Regions from separate parts of the Oryctolagus cuniculus genome. Here region 1 is linked to region 2. The links are chromatin contacts, called in public Micro-C maps. All regions are on one chromosome and are shown on one strand. The core of a region is the stretch at or near the end of the contact, and the rest is flanking DNA. Distances in the headings are between cores, read along the strand shown. Region 1 holds the start of LOC100346269 (zinc finger protein 585A). Region 2 holds the start of LOC100348058 (zinc finger protein 383).

Region 1 (5,577 bases), core at 319-2,818, 410 kb before region 2:
ATGGCTGGTATGTAATTTAACATGCTAATAAATTACAATGAATATATAATGTAGGTCAATCTATTGACATAGATTGAGGCCTTGGCTATCTAAATTGCTATGTACCTGGTCCAGGAAGAGGGTCTGTTTATCTTCAGAGCATGGGAAACCAAACCCATATCCGCTAGGTCTTGGTAATAGGAACTATTTTCTTCAATTGACTCAAATGCTTTCTCCACCTGTTTTGTTTTTTGTAATTTTTTGATTGTGGAGTTTGTAAGTTGAATTTTTATATGAAATTTTCATAGAAATAGTAAAGAGAGAACATTACAATGAACTCCATCTACTCTTCAACATTTAGTTATTCTTGTTTCATTCATATGCCCCACTCAATGGAGTCTTTACAGTTAGTAATATTCTGGCCATAAGTATTTTCACATGAATCAATAAAAGAGGTCATCCCTTTTATAACAAAAGTCACACTACCGACAGAATTAACAGTAATTCTTTGGCTTCCATTAGAGATGTGTGTTTAAGAATGGATTTCACAGATTTTTCCTCAGAGTATACTTTGGAGGAAGAAAAAGAACCTGGGACAAGCAGCCTGGCCTTCTAACGGGTTTTGTTGTTAAGCTGAGACCCAGAGAGGGAATTCCCTGGCCTGGAGGGGACTGAATGTTTTCAAGAGCTCTCACAACCTCTCACCACCGTCAGGCTGGAGCTCCTGGCAGAAACAGTATTTAGGTTGGATTTTGCAGAATGTTTAGGAGAGATGAAAGAACTCTTGACAACTAAGTGTGGTGTGGGCAGAGGCAAGGGGAATGTTACCTGCTTCACAGCTTCCACATAGAAGCTGAGGGAAGAATGAGAGAATGGACTGAAGGCGTCATTTACGTAGTAAGGACATTGTTTATACTTTTAATTATAAGTAAGTTGAAATATCGAAGTTTTCTTTAGGTGCTTTTAGCCACACCTGGCCCATATGAAACACCATTTAGTTATTTTTAAAATTATTGCTGCCTACGTAGTTTTTAACTTGCAATAGGGAGGAGGCTAATGGAGACTGATGGGGATTCAAGCTTGTAGCCCCTCCACCAACCCTTCAGTAAGGGGTACCTTGACGTGTCGCCCCTTTGCGGCTTTCCACCCTATCTTCCAAGGTAGTTTCTCCCGTTAGAGGCTACAGCACACTCTCAGCTGCGTACTGCCCATTCCAGCGTGTCTTAGTCTTGCTGGGGTTTTGCCCATCCTGTTTTCCTCAAAGTGGATTGTACCACCCCGATTTCTTCCTTTGTCTCCAACCCCCCTCGACCCCCGGCCGCGTTTCCCTGTGGTTTCTCCCAGCGGATAATTGTTTCCCGCAAAGCGCCGGCTCCAAACTGGTGACTGACGGTCCTAGATATAAAATAGAGCTCCAGATCCTATCTCCAGCACCGTGCCCCTCCCTGCATGTCCGCGTTCTATATGACAATCCCTGCCCCTCCGTGAATCCTGTTGAGTTCAGTTCTTCCGCTCTACGGAACGGATACAACTCCAAGATGGCGGCCCACACGCAGAGGCTCCGTTCGGGCGCCGCCACGTTCTCTACCCAATGGCGCCCCTTACGGAAACGGGACAATGTCTCTTAACGACGCTTCTACGCCATAGTGATTGTTGGCACCACGTGACCGCAAAGGGAATTCCGCGCATGCGTGGTACCACTGGCCGGAAGGGGCGGTATTGGAAGGCGGACCGTGAAAGGAAGTGGTTCTCAAAGGCTTTTTCGCTGCTACCGAGTAGAGTACGCATTTCCATATTTTAACGTCAAGAGGTCTCTGAGACGATTTTGGTTGGTCGCGACTAGGGATTCTGTGGGGTCTGTAATGGAGTGGGGGAGAGGTGTCTTGGAGTTAGTGATGGTGGTCCCTGAGTTAAATGCTGGCAGAGGCTGGCAGCCGTTAATGTTTGTGACAGGCGTTTTCTCTTGACAGTGAGGGGCTTTCAGGGATGAGGTGTTGGGATTTGGGGGTGGGGGGTTAGTCATGGGATTCGGTGGTCAATGAATGAGGCCTGTAGGGTCAGTAATGGGGAGTCTGTGGGATTTGTATTCAGCTAGTTTTCTAACCTGAGTTGAAAATTAAGCTGTTTAGTTTTCAGTTTTTTTTTTTTTTAAATATAAAGATTGAAAAGCTTTGGTGTGTAGCATTTTTTATTGTCCAAATTGAAGTTGTCCTTTAAAAAGTGTTAAGGTTTTTTTTTTTTGACCCATTATTAAAAGTGCATTTTCTGTTCCAGTTAATTTCTCTAGCTAATACTTGAGTTGAAAAAATGGCTTTATAGCCTAAAAACAATGTATGTCCTTGTTGTATGTTATATATTAAGCATATATTTAAATTTAAATGCTTTAAACTTATTAATTTAATTAGTAATATTAAGCATATATTTAATATTAGCTCCTTTTGGATTATTTTGTCTGCTGAATTACAGAAGAAGGTAGAATACATTGGCTAAGTGATATGTCCACTTATTCTGGCCGTTTCTGCTTTATATTTTTGAAAGTATATTATTAGGTACAATTATGTGTATTGTTAAATAATAGACCTGACTAAATAGCTCAAAAGATAATATAACAATTGAGGCTTCTGTCAACAATTTATAAAGCAGCTCATTTTCCCAGATGTTTTCTAACATTTGAATTCCTGGCTGCCAACTACATTTTTAGTTTTTACAGTTCTAAGAGGCAGTGAGGTTTAGTTGATCTAATATATTTTGCTGTTAGTGAAGTTGGAATCTTTTAGGTTAATTGTCACTTGTTTCCTATTCTGTGAATTTTCATTTTCTTGTCCAGATTTTTTTCCTGCTCTTTTTTTTCCTAGTGATTGCTAGATTTAAAAAATTTTCAAATTATTCATTAGTTTTATCTGAGAGGCAGAAAGGGAGAAGACAGAGAAAAAAAAAAAAAACAAAAAACAAAACCCTCTCATCTGCTGGTTCTCTTTCCAAATGCCTGCAGCTGGGAGCTGGGAGCCCCAGAGCTCTCAGGTGGGTTGCAGGGACCCAAGTCCTTGAGCCATCACCTGCTGCCTCCTGGAGTGCTCATTAGTTGAATCTGGAATTGGGAGCAGGGCTGCGACTCCAACCCAGACACTCTGATATGGGATGCAGGTGTACCAAGTGGCAATTTAATTGCTGCACCAAATGCCCACTCCTATATTTTTTAATTAGAAATAGCCTGTTGTCACATAATTAAAAATTATGCATATAACTTCATGTTGATTTTTATGGTGTATTGTAACATTATTAGGGAGTATCGTCTAGAGATAACTGCCCTTTACTTTTATAGTTGCTGAATTTTAGGTGTAACATTCCTCCCAGCCCACCTCAATGGCACACAAAAATATACTACTAAAATTTATTTTAATGTTTTTTTGAGATTTAAAAAATACAGATATCTAACTGTTCAGTCCTATTAGGATGTGTCTACTGACTGACTAGTGTGATGTTTTGTTTCAGGTGGATGAAACAGCACCATTTTTGCAGTGAATGTCTTGTGCACAAATACCACTTCTGTGACATGTAAATAACAGTTGTTTGGTATGCTTATTTTATCTGTTTGATTACATGCTTTTTAATTTTTTATAAATTTACTTCATAAGAATATGGTAAAGGCTAATATTTATTGCATGATTCTCCTGTGCCAGTGAGGTGGTTAGCACTTTACAACCATCATCTCATTTGATTTTCATGGCTATGAGATAGGCATTTTCATCCTCAGTTTTAAAACTGATACTGAAGAAACTTGTTCATATTTTCATAGCTGAAAATTACTGAGCTGGTGTTCAGTTCTGCAGTAATGTTCCTCCGACTCCCATGGTTTTTCCCATGACTAATGGCTATCGCAGATTTTGTTGAACTCTATTCTCCTCAGTCCTCTCTCTCAAAATATGGTCCCTGGACCAACAGTTTCAAGATCACCTGGGCCTTAGAAATGCAAATTCTTGAGCCAAGTCTTTGAAATACTGAATCAGAAAGTGTAGGGGGTGAGGTTGAGAGTTTTTATCTGTTTTAACAACCCCTTTAGGTGATTCGAATGGATAGTTTGAGTTTGAGAACTACTGCTTTGTACCTTCTATCCCAGGGACTTGAATCTTAGTGTGCCCAGGCAGGGATTATGTGGTAATGTTGAATGACTGACTATGTGCTATTGTCTTTCCAGGTGTCTTTGATGTCTCTTGGAGAGGCCTGGGCCAGATCTTCCTTTGGAGTCCAGCTGCCTCTTCCCAGCAGTTTTGCTTGACTTTATAGATGAGCACTAAGCTCTCAGCCCCTGAGAGAACAAGGAATGAGACCCAGTGTGGCCATGCCAGCTAATTGCACCTCATCCAAGCAGCCCCCAGCCCTGGCTTCAGAGGTGAGGAGTCCCAGGGTGTGGGGATTGATTCTAGAAATAGATATCTCTGATCTGTCAGCAGAATCTCAGGGCAGTCAGATGGGCCAGGAAGTAGCCAGACTGTAGACCCTGGTGCTCCTAAAACAAATTTTGATCTTTTTGTCAAGAATGAGCAACACGTGGGTGTTAACTTGCAAGACCAGATGTAAGACATTGGAGAGGTGAACTGTGAATGAAAATTTGATTATCACACTGTTTAGATCTTTTGGCCACAGATAAGATTCCTGGTTATAAATCACTTTTGAATGGGGTTTTGAAATATTTCTCCATTTTCCTTCTAAACTTCCTCCTCATATACAAATATTTTCTGTATTCCTATTTTTGAAATTTTGTTTATCAGATGCTGGTTCTCCACTTTTCTCCACTATTTTCTATTTCTTTGCTACTCTTCTTTCTGGGAAACTTTGTCAATTTTGTTTCTAGTCCTTCTATTGAGCTTCTCATGGCTGGTATCACCATTTTAATTCTGTGTTTTAATTTTCAAAAATTCTAGTTGTCTAAATATATTTTAAAGTATACTTACTTTTATTTATTCGGAAGGCAGAACAACAGAGAGGGAAAGAGATTTTTGCATCTGCTGGTTCCCTCCCGAAATGCCTGAAACAGCTGGGACTGGTGAAACCAAGGCCAGGAGCCAGAAACTTCATCTGAGTCTCCCACAGGGGTGGCAGGAACCACATCCTGCTACCTCTGAGGGTGCACACTGATTGGCAGGAAGCTGAATCTGAGGGGGAGGCAGGACTCAGTTGCAGATGTGGAATTGCCAAGGGAGTCCCTAGCAGTGACCTAATCCATTGTGCCACAATGCCAACACCTAAATATTCTTTTCTATAGGTGTTCTGTTCTTATTTTATGGTTATCATGTATTTCTTATTGCTCTGAAGATATTATGATTGTTTATTAGAAACAGTCTAATTTTTTGAATAGGCAGTACATACAGTTCAGAAATCAGAAATATAAAAAGCAACATGCAAGAATTATGGTGAAAGAAATTCAAGGTAAAAATGGAAGTATGGTTGTTGCTGTGGATTCATTCTGAGAGGAGGAGCGTGGTGGGGGCAAGAGGCGCGGAGTCACCACACAGACCCTGGGAGTCAGGTGAAAGCGGGCCAGAGGCGAGCAGCCTGCAGACTTGTTTATTTCAGTTGGTACAGCAGCTTATATAGCTG
Region 2 (6,078 bases), core at 2,462-4,961:
TGACCTAAAAATTCTACACATCCACACTTAAAGACATTATCAGTAAGAGAGACCTGTAAAAACACAAAGACTAGCCAACACAAATATCTAGAGCAGAGAAAAGTTCCCTGACACATTACTACATGATCCCCAGCGATTATAAGCACAAGTTTTAACTAACAAGGCAAGAAATGATACCTAATGAATAAATGATGAATTATTACGTAAGGGAGCAGGTTTTAAAAAGGACCTATACTTTTCAAAGAGGGTTAGGTAATAATGAGAAAGGCAGCTCTGTGAGTAGATGCCTGCGATGTGACTCTTCCCATGTACTGTGAATTTTTACAAAATGGAGAAAGGGAAAGCAGATGGGAAGAGCACAAACAATGAGGGCAAACTGCCTGGGCTGGCATTCCAGATCCGCTGCGCACCAGCCTGATTTTTTTTTTTTTTTTTTTTTTTTTGGTTAAATATTCCACCAGATGGACAGAGAAGAATTTCCTTAATTCTTTGGGGACACTCATTTTATCTAAGGTCGCATCTATGGCTGTCGAATGCATTATAACTTCGATTTTTAGAATATTAGAACTAAAACTCGTAGGCTTTATATGTTCACCTTAAGTCACAATAAATTATATACCTCTTTCACAAGATTTGTAACCAATGACTAAATGACCTGCAGATTTAAAAACTCCTGGATTTGAGCAGCTAGGTCTATTTCTTATTTGCAAATATCCAAAACAATTAATTTTATATTTTCATTTTTTTTTTTTACCCACAGCAAACTCAGTACATGATACGATCGTACAGCTTGTGTAAATGAATATATTTTAAGTGCCGGTGTTCTAAGAGTATTCCATGCATTAATTTGGTCACTGTCACAAACCTAACGGTGAGTGCGATTTTTCCTACAGATGAGATTAAGGTGCAGAGAATGAGTAAATTTCCCAGATACACACAGATATTCAAATCCCCACATGGCTACAGGATGCTTGAATGTAAAAAGGCAAGCATATGACCTTTCACAGTCCGCGTAGAGAATAAAGCAGAGTCATGCGGGTAAATCTCAAACCAGACTTGGTTCCTAATACAAACAGCAAAGCACATTTCAGGGGAAAACAAACAAACAAGAAAGTAGCAGGCAGAAAGGAACTGCCCCTCACCTCGAACGTGGTTTTTGCATCCACAATATCCATGCTTCCTTGCTCCTCAGGTCACTTCTGGAAGACCATAGAACTGCGGAAGGAGAGTGGAGTTAGGAGAAACCAGCTGTGTCTCAGCAGACTCGAGGACCCGATCTCCGTGGGCCCCGTGCGTGCACACAGAAAGTCAGAGGGAGCCGGGCACCTCCTCCTCATCCCTGCGTCAGAAGGCACACGCAAGGTGGGAGCTACCTGGGGCTGCAGCTTCCCAGAGGTCTCAAATACCTAGGAAGGGATTTCAAAGGCTTCGTAGGAAAATAAGAAGTAAAAGCCAGATTTGTTGTAGTGTAAAATTTGCAATTCGTGCATCGATTTTTCACTGTTTCATTTCCATGAACGTTTTGAGGACCCCTCATATTTGGCTGGTGGGGCTTCTAGAAAGTGTCATTTTTGCCACAGAGTCCCCAAAAGGAGCCACTACAAGGAAATTCCTATTCCTGGTGACTCAGGTGCAGTCTCCAGTTCTCATATTCTAGCCCAGGACCAGAGCAGTGGCTCAGGGTTAAGCTATATTAGCTGTCACCTCCATCCTGTAGACCAGTGGTCTCAAGAGCTCCCCCTATGCCACACCATCATCCATATCAAAGGATGGCCCCATTCCACCCTCACCCCACAAAGCCACTCTCTCCAGGCCAATGGAGACGGCCATCTCAGCATGCCACTCGCCGCAGAGAACCCCCGCACTGCCCCAAGCAGCTTCTCTGTGAATTCGCCATCTCACACAAATACAAAGGAAAACCCTGAAACCCTGATCTCCCTGTTAATTCCAGGTCCTAAGGCCCATGAATATCAGATCAATAGGAAACAGAGTCCAGAAATAGGCCCACATATATATCGGGGTACTGCAAAAACCTCATGGAAAATGGAATTAAAAGATAAGATTATGTCAGTGTAACAAAGTTTTTGAAATCCACGCATAGCTTAATAACACAAATTTCCCATGAATTTTTTTTTTGGAAGATCCCTCCTCTGTTGTTTCAACAATGGTTATCCAGATGTCCCATGCTCATCATTGAAACTGCTAATCTTCCTGAGCTGCCATATTCAATATACACCAAATTTCCTTACATTTTTGGATCTCATTCTATAAACTATAGCTTGTCCATTCTGTTCCACTGATCTGTTCATGCGACAGTATTACATTCTTTTAATTGGGATTAGTACACCCTCATTTGACTTATTTTTTCAGAGCTCAATGTTTATTCTCAAATGTTTCTTTTCCAATATGAATTCTAAAATCATTTTACATAATTTTTAAAAAACCCCTGGTATTTTTATTAAAATTTCATCAAATTAATGCAATAACTTAGGGACAACGGCTATCTTTATGAAATGGATTTTCCTTTCCAAGATAATGGCATTTTTTTTCCCATTTGTTGAAATTTACTAGTGATACCGTCATGAAGGTTTTGCACATTTCTTAACTCCACTTCAAGCTAGCTTAGCAGATTTGTTGCTATTGTTAATTCTATTTTCTTTCATTACATCTTTTAGTAGCTAATTTTTCACAATTATACATCTTAATTTTGTAACCAATTTCTTAACAATTTCCTCATTTAAATTTATGTGCAAGGTTAATTTTGTGAAATAGCCAGAGAAAGGACCTTTGAGAAAAGCAAAATGCTTTAATTACATCACAAAGACATTGTGGCATTGTGAGGAAACTGGCTGTGGTCCCCAGGTGCAGCCTTTAACAGGCTCCAAGACTTTTCTGGGCCAACATTTTTTTTCTTCGGAACCTGGAGTTACAGCGCCTCACCCACAATCCTGAACCCCAAATTCTGATCTCTGTACGGGAGCCAACATTGCCTCATAAATTATTCCTTAAGCCTGGGCTTCTCAAATCTCCTGTTTGCGTCTGAAGATCTGACAAAGAAGCAGGAGTCCCATAAAAATAAGTTCGTCTAAACTATTCCTTTGTGTATAGATTTAAAAAGTCACACTGATTTGGAATGCTATACAATAACAAATTCATTTTTTATACAGAAACCCCAATCCCGTTTTACAGTATTTATCACACCAATTATTTAACACTCCGTCCCCCTAGCCCCCGCCGCCCCAAATTTTGGAGTAAATCGAGGTTCAGAACAAGCACCCTATTTTCAACATTTCACGGTCGAAGGCAGGCTCGCAGGCCAAGAATCCCCGCCGCCCCCACTCGGACGATGACCGCGCTCTTTCGCTCTCTCCCACAGGCACATCTTCCACGCGGCGTGTCACTCACTCCGCCACACGGCCGAAATCCCCTCGGAAGACGTCTCCGCGCACCTCGAGCCCGGCCCCGGAATCCCGGTCCTTCCCCCACAGCCACCAGGCCGGCCAGCGCCCAGGACGCGCAGGCCGTAGCTCCCCCCACTCCAAACCGCCGGGAACCCACGGCCAGACCCACCTCTGCACAAAAGCACAAAGTGCGACCCGATGTGTCTGCGCACTTCGAGCACGAAGGAGCACTCCCAGGTCGCAGGTAGCGCCTGGGCAAGCACTGGTTAAGTCAGGTAGGGCGCTGAGATGATTCAGAACAACCTCCCTCCAGGCCGTTTCGCCATGTTTGTGGGCGCCAGGCTGGACTACATTTCCCAGAAGGCTGTGCTGATCTCATCAACTCCCCGCGAGAACCGCTATGTCCGAAGGAATTTGCTTTTGTGACCACGAGAAGGCCCTCTCCGGAGGAAGATAAAAGCGTAGGTGTGATTATGACGCGCGCTCTCGAACGGAGCCCTTTGATTAAACCAGGCTGGGGCCCTCAGAAACTTCCGAAGCGTTTCAGTTCGGGGCCAGGAGGAGGGCCAGCTTCAGGCTTAGATGTGTGGCATAAAAGGGCTCGGTAACGCAGCTCCGGGCCTCCCTCTACTCCCGTGCTGGACTACATTTCCCGGAGGCCTCCGCGGCCGGCGTGCCTCGCGCAGGAACCCCGTGGTCTCCGGACCAGACAACGGGCTCGTGGAGCTCCCGCAGGCACGGTTCCAAGTTCTCGGTGGCCTAGGGCTGCGGAGCAGTGGGATCCGAGGATCGGCGCGCCCTGGGGCTGAGGCCTGTGCACGTGGTAGCGACCAGCTAGGGTTGTGGGAAGAGAGTGCATCTGTGGCTTTTAAATACAACCTGAACTCTCATAATTTGAGCATTTATATGGCCTGGTGGAAGACGAGCTGGGAACTCAAGCCAGTTCTCCCTCGTGAGGGGCAGGAACCCTGTCACTTGAGCCATCCTTGCTGCCTCCCAGGTTCTCCATTAGCTGGAAGTTAAGTCCGGGGCTGGAGGCAGGCAGCTGGGGTTTGTTACAGGACCCCGGCATACAGGTGTGTGTTATCAACACGTCGAAACGTGAGCCCCTGGCAGGAAGGATTTTTAATGCTGTGGTGGACTGAAGGAAAGACAATGAAAGATGTTAAGCAGGAGAGCGATCCACGTGACTAAGCCATCACTGGGTTTTCTTTTCCACTGCCTGGTGCTCATCCAGAAAACAAAGTTCTCATAATCTTTTCGAAGGAGCTAGTTGTGCAAGGTCGGGCGAGACACCCACCAAAAGCACCCCTTTAGCCTCCTACAGGATCCGGGAAACCACAGCAGGAGCTAGCACCTTGAATACTTACACATTAAAGGTGTGGATCCCGGGCCTTTGAGACAGTTCTGGGTGGTAGATTTTACATCTCAGGGGCAAAGAAAGGATTTCAAGTTGTAAGCCTTCAAAAATAACTGCGCCAAGCTTAGCCAAGCTTATCTGCAGGTTTCGGCTGGAACAAACAGTACCTTCTCAGCAGTTTCTTTTACAGGCATTTTAAAGGGGGCTAGGGTCATACTAGGGACACAGCCTCGAGCTAAGAAGCCTTGCTAGAGTTTGGTCAAGTGTATCTTTTAAACCTTTACTTATTTATTTGAAAGTCAGAGAGAGGGAGAGACAGGGAGAGATCTTCCATCTGCTGGTTCACTTCCCAAATGGCCGAATTGGTGGGGCTGAGCTAGAAGCCAGGAGCTTCTGGGTCTCCCCACACGGGTGCAGGGGCCCTAGTACTCGGGCCATGCTCTGCTGCTTTCTCCAGGCCAATAGCAGGGAGCTGGATTGGAAGCAGAGCAGCCAGGACTCGAACCGGTGCCCATATGGGATGCTGGCATCACAGGTGGTGGCTTTACTGGCTACACCACAATGCCCGGGTCAAGTCTTATTGCAGGCTTTTAGATAGTCACTTGGGCCAAGAGTTTTTGCAGTTCTTTTTTGATAATTATATGAAATAATTAGCCAAGGAATTTCTCTTGATAAGGAAAAGTATTTGTGACATTAGCTGATATGTTTTACAAAGGAACAGTTTCTAACAAGGTGTTCTTTGTTGCCTGGGACTGTCCTGGCATTGTAAGATTATAAACCAGTATGTCTGGCCCTTAGACAATAAATTCTATTGGCATGTTTCCATCACTGTAACAACCAAAACTTGATACCACGCATCTCCAAAGCTCCCTAGCGGGGGACATAATTACCCAAGGAGAATCTGTTACTCAGTGATAAACATGACTTTATGCAAACAGAACTACTTCTAGAGGTGGTGAAAGAGGAATCACTAACGCGATCTGAGTGAGCTATCTACCTGCATATCACAGCATCTCTCTTCTGGAACTGCTGACCTCATGCATACTTCTGCTGCTAAAGTCCTCCTTGTTCCTTCCTTGTCTTTCGTCCCCCTTCTTCAGAATATCTCAGCATTCGTTATTCCTGCAGTTGCTCCCCTGGTAAGGAACTGGACTTGATTTCTAGAATACTTTAAGCTTGATCTTTTATTTTCCGCAAAAACCGACCTTTCCATCGCTAAGCCGGACATAATCTCCGTTTGGGGCAGGGCGAGGCAGCATCAGCTGCTCTGGGCCCCTAAAGAGAGACAGCCCCTGGTTCTTCAAGCTGTTCTGTGTG

The links. Hi-C and Micro-C count contacts between places; a contact is called where the count stands out from the background.
Region 1: a Micro-C map of ear pinna shows a contact between it and region 2, with 5 times the contacts expected there. The contact joins the promoter of LOC100346269 here to the promoter of LOC100348058 in region 2. A contact is called at or near these places in 2 of 6 Hi-C or Micro-C datasets (ear pinna and an unstated tissue).

What each region holds. Positions count from the first base shown.
Region 1 is chr18:17,182,941-17,188,517 of mOryCun1.1, reverse strand. It overlaps LOC100346269 (zinc finger protein 585A), which reads left to right and starts at 1,568. Exons shown (of 5, transcript XM_070062273.1): 1 at 1,568-1,759; 2 at 4,175-4,369. The coding sequence starts at 4,301.
Region 2 is chr18:16,773,033-16,779,110 of mOryCun1.1, reverse strand. It overlaps LOC100348058 (zinc finger protein 383), which reads right to left and starts at 3,711. Exons shown (of 6, transcript XM_070062320.1): 1 at 3,571-3,711; 2 at 1,143-1,215. It overlaps LOC127491346 (a long non-coding RNA gene), which reads left to right and starts at 425. Exons shown (of 3, transcript XR_007919992.2): 1 at 425-1,362; 2 at 3,377-5,900.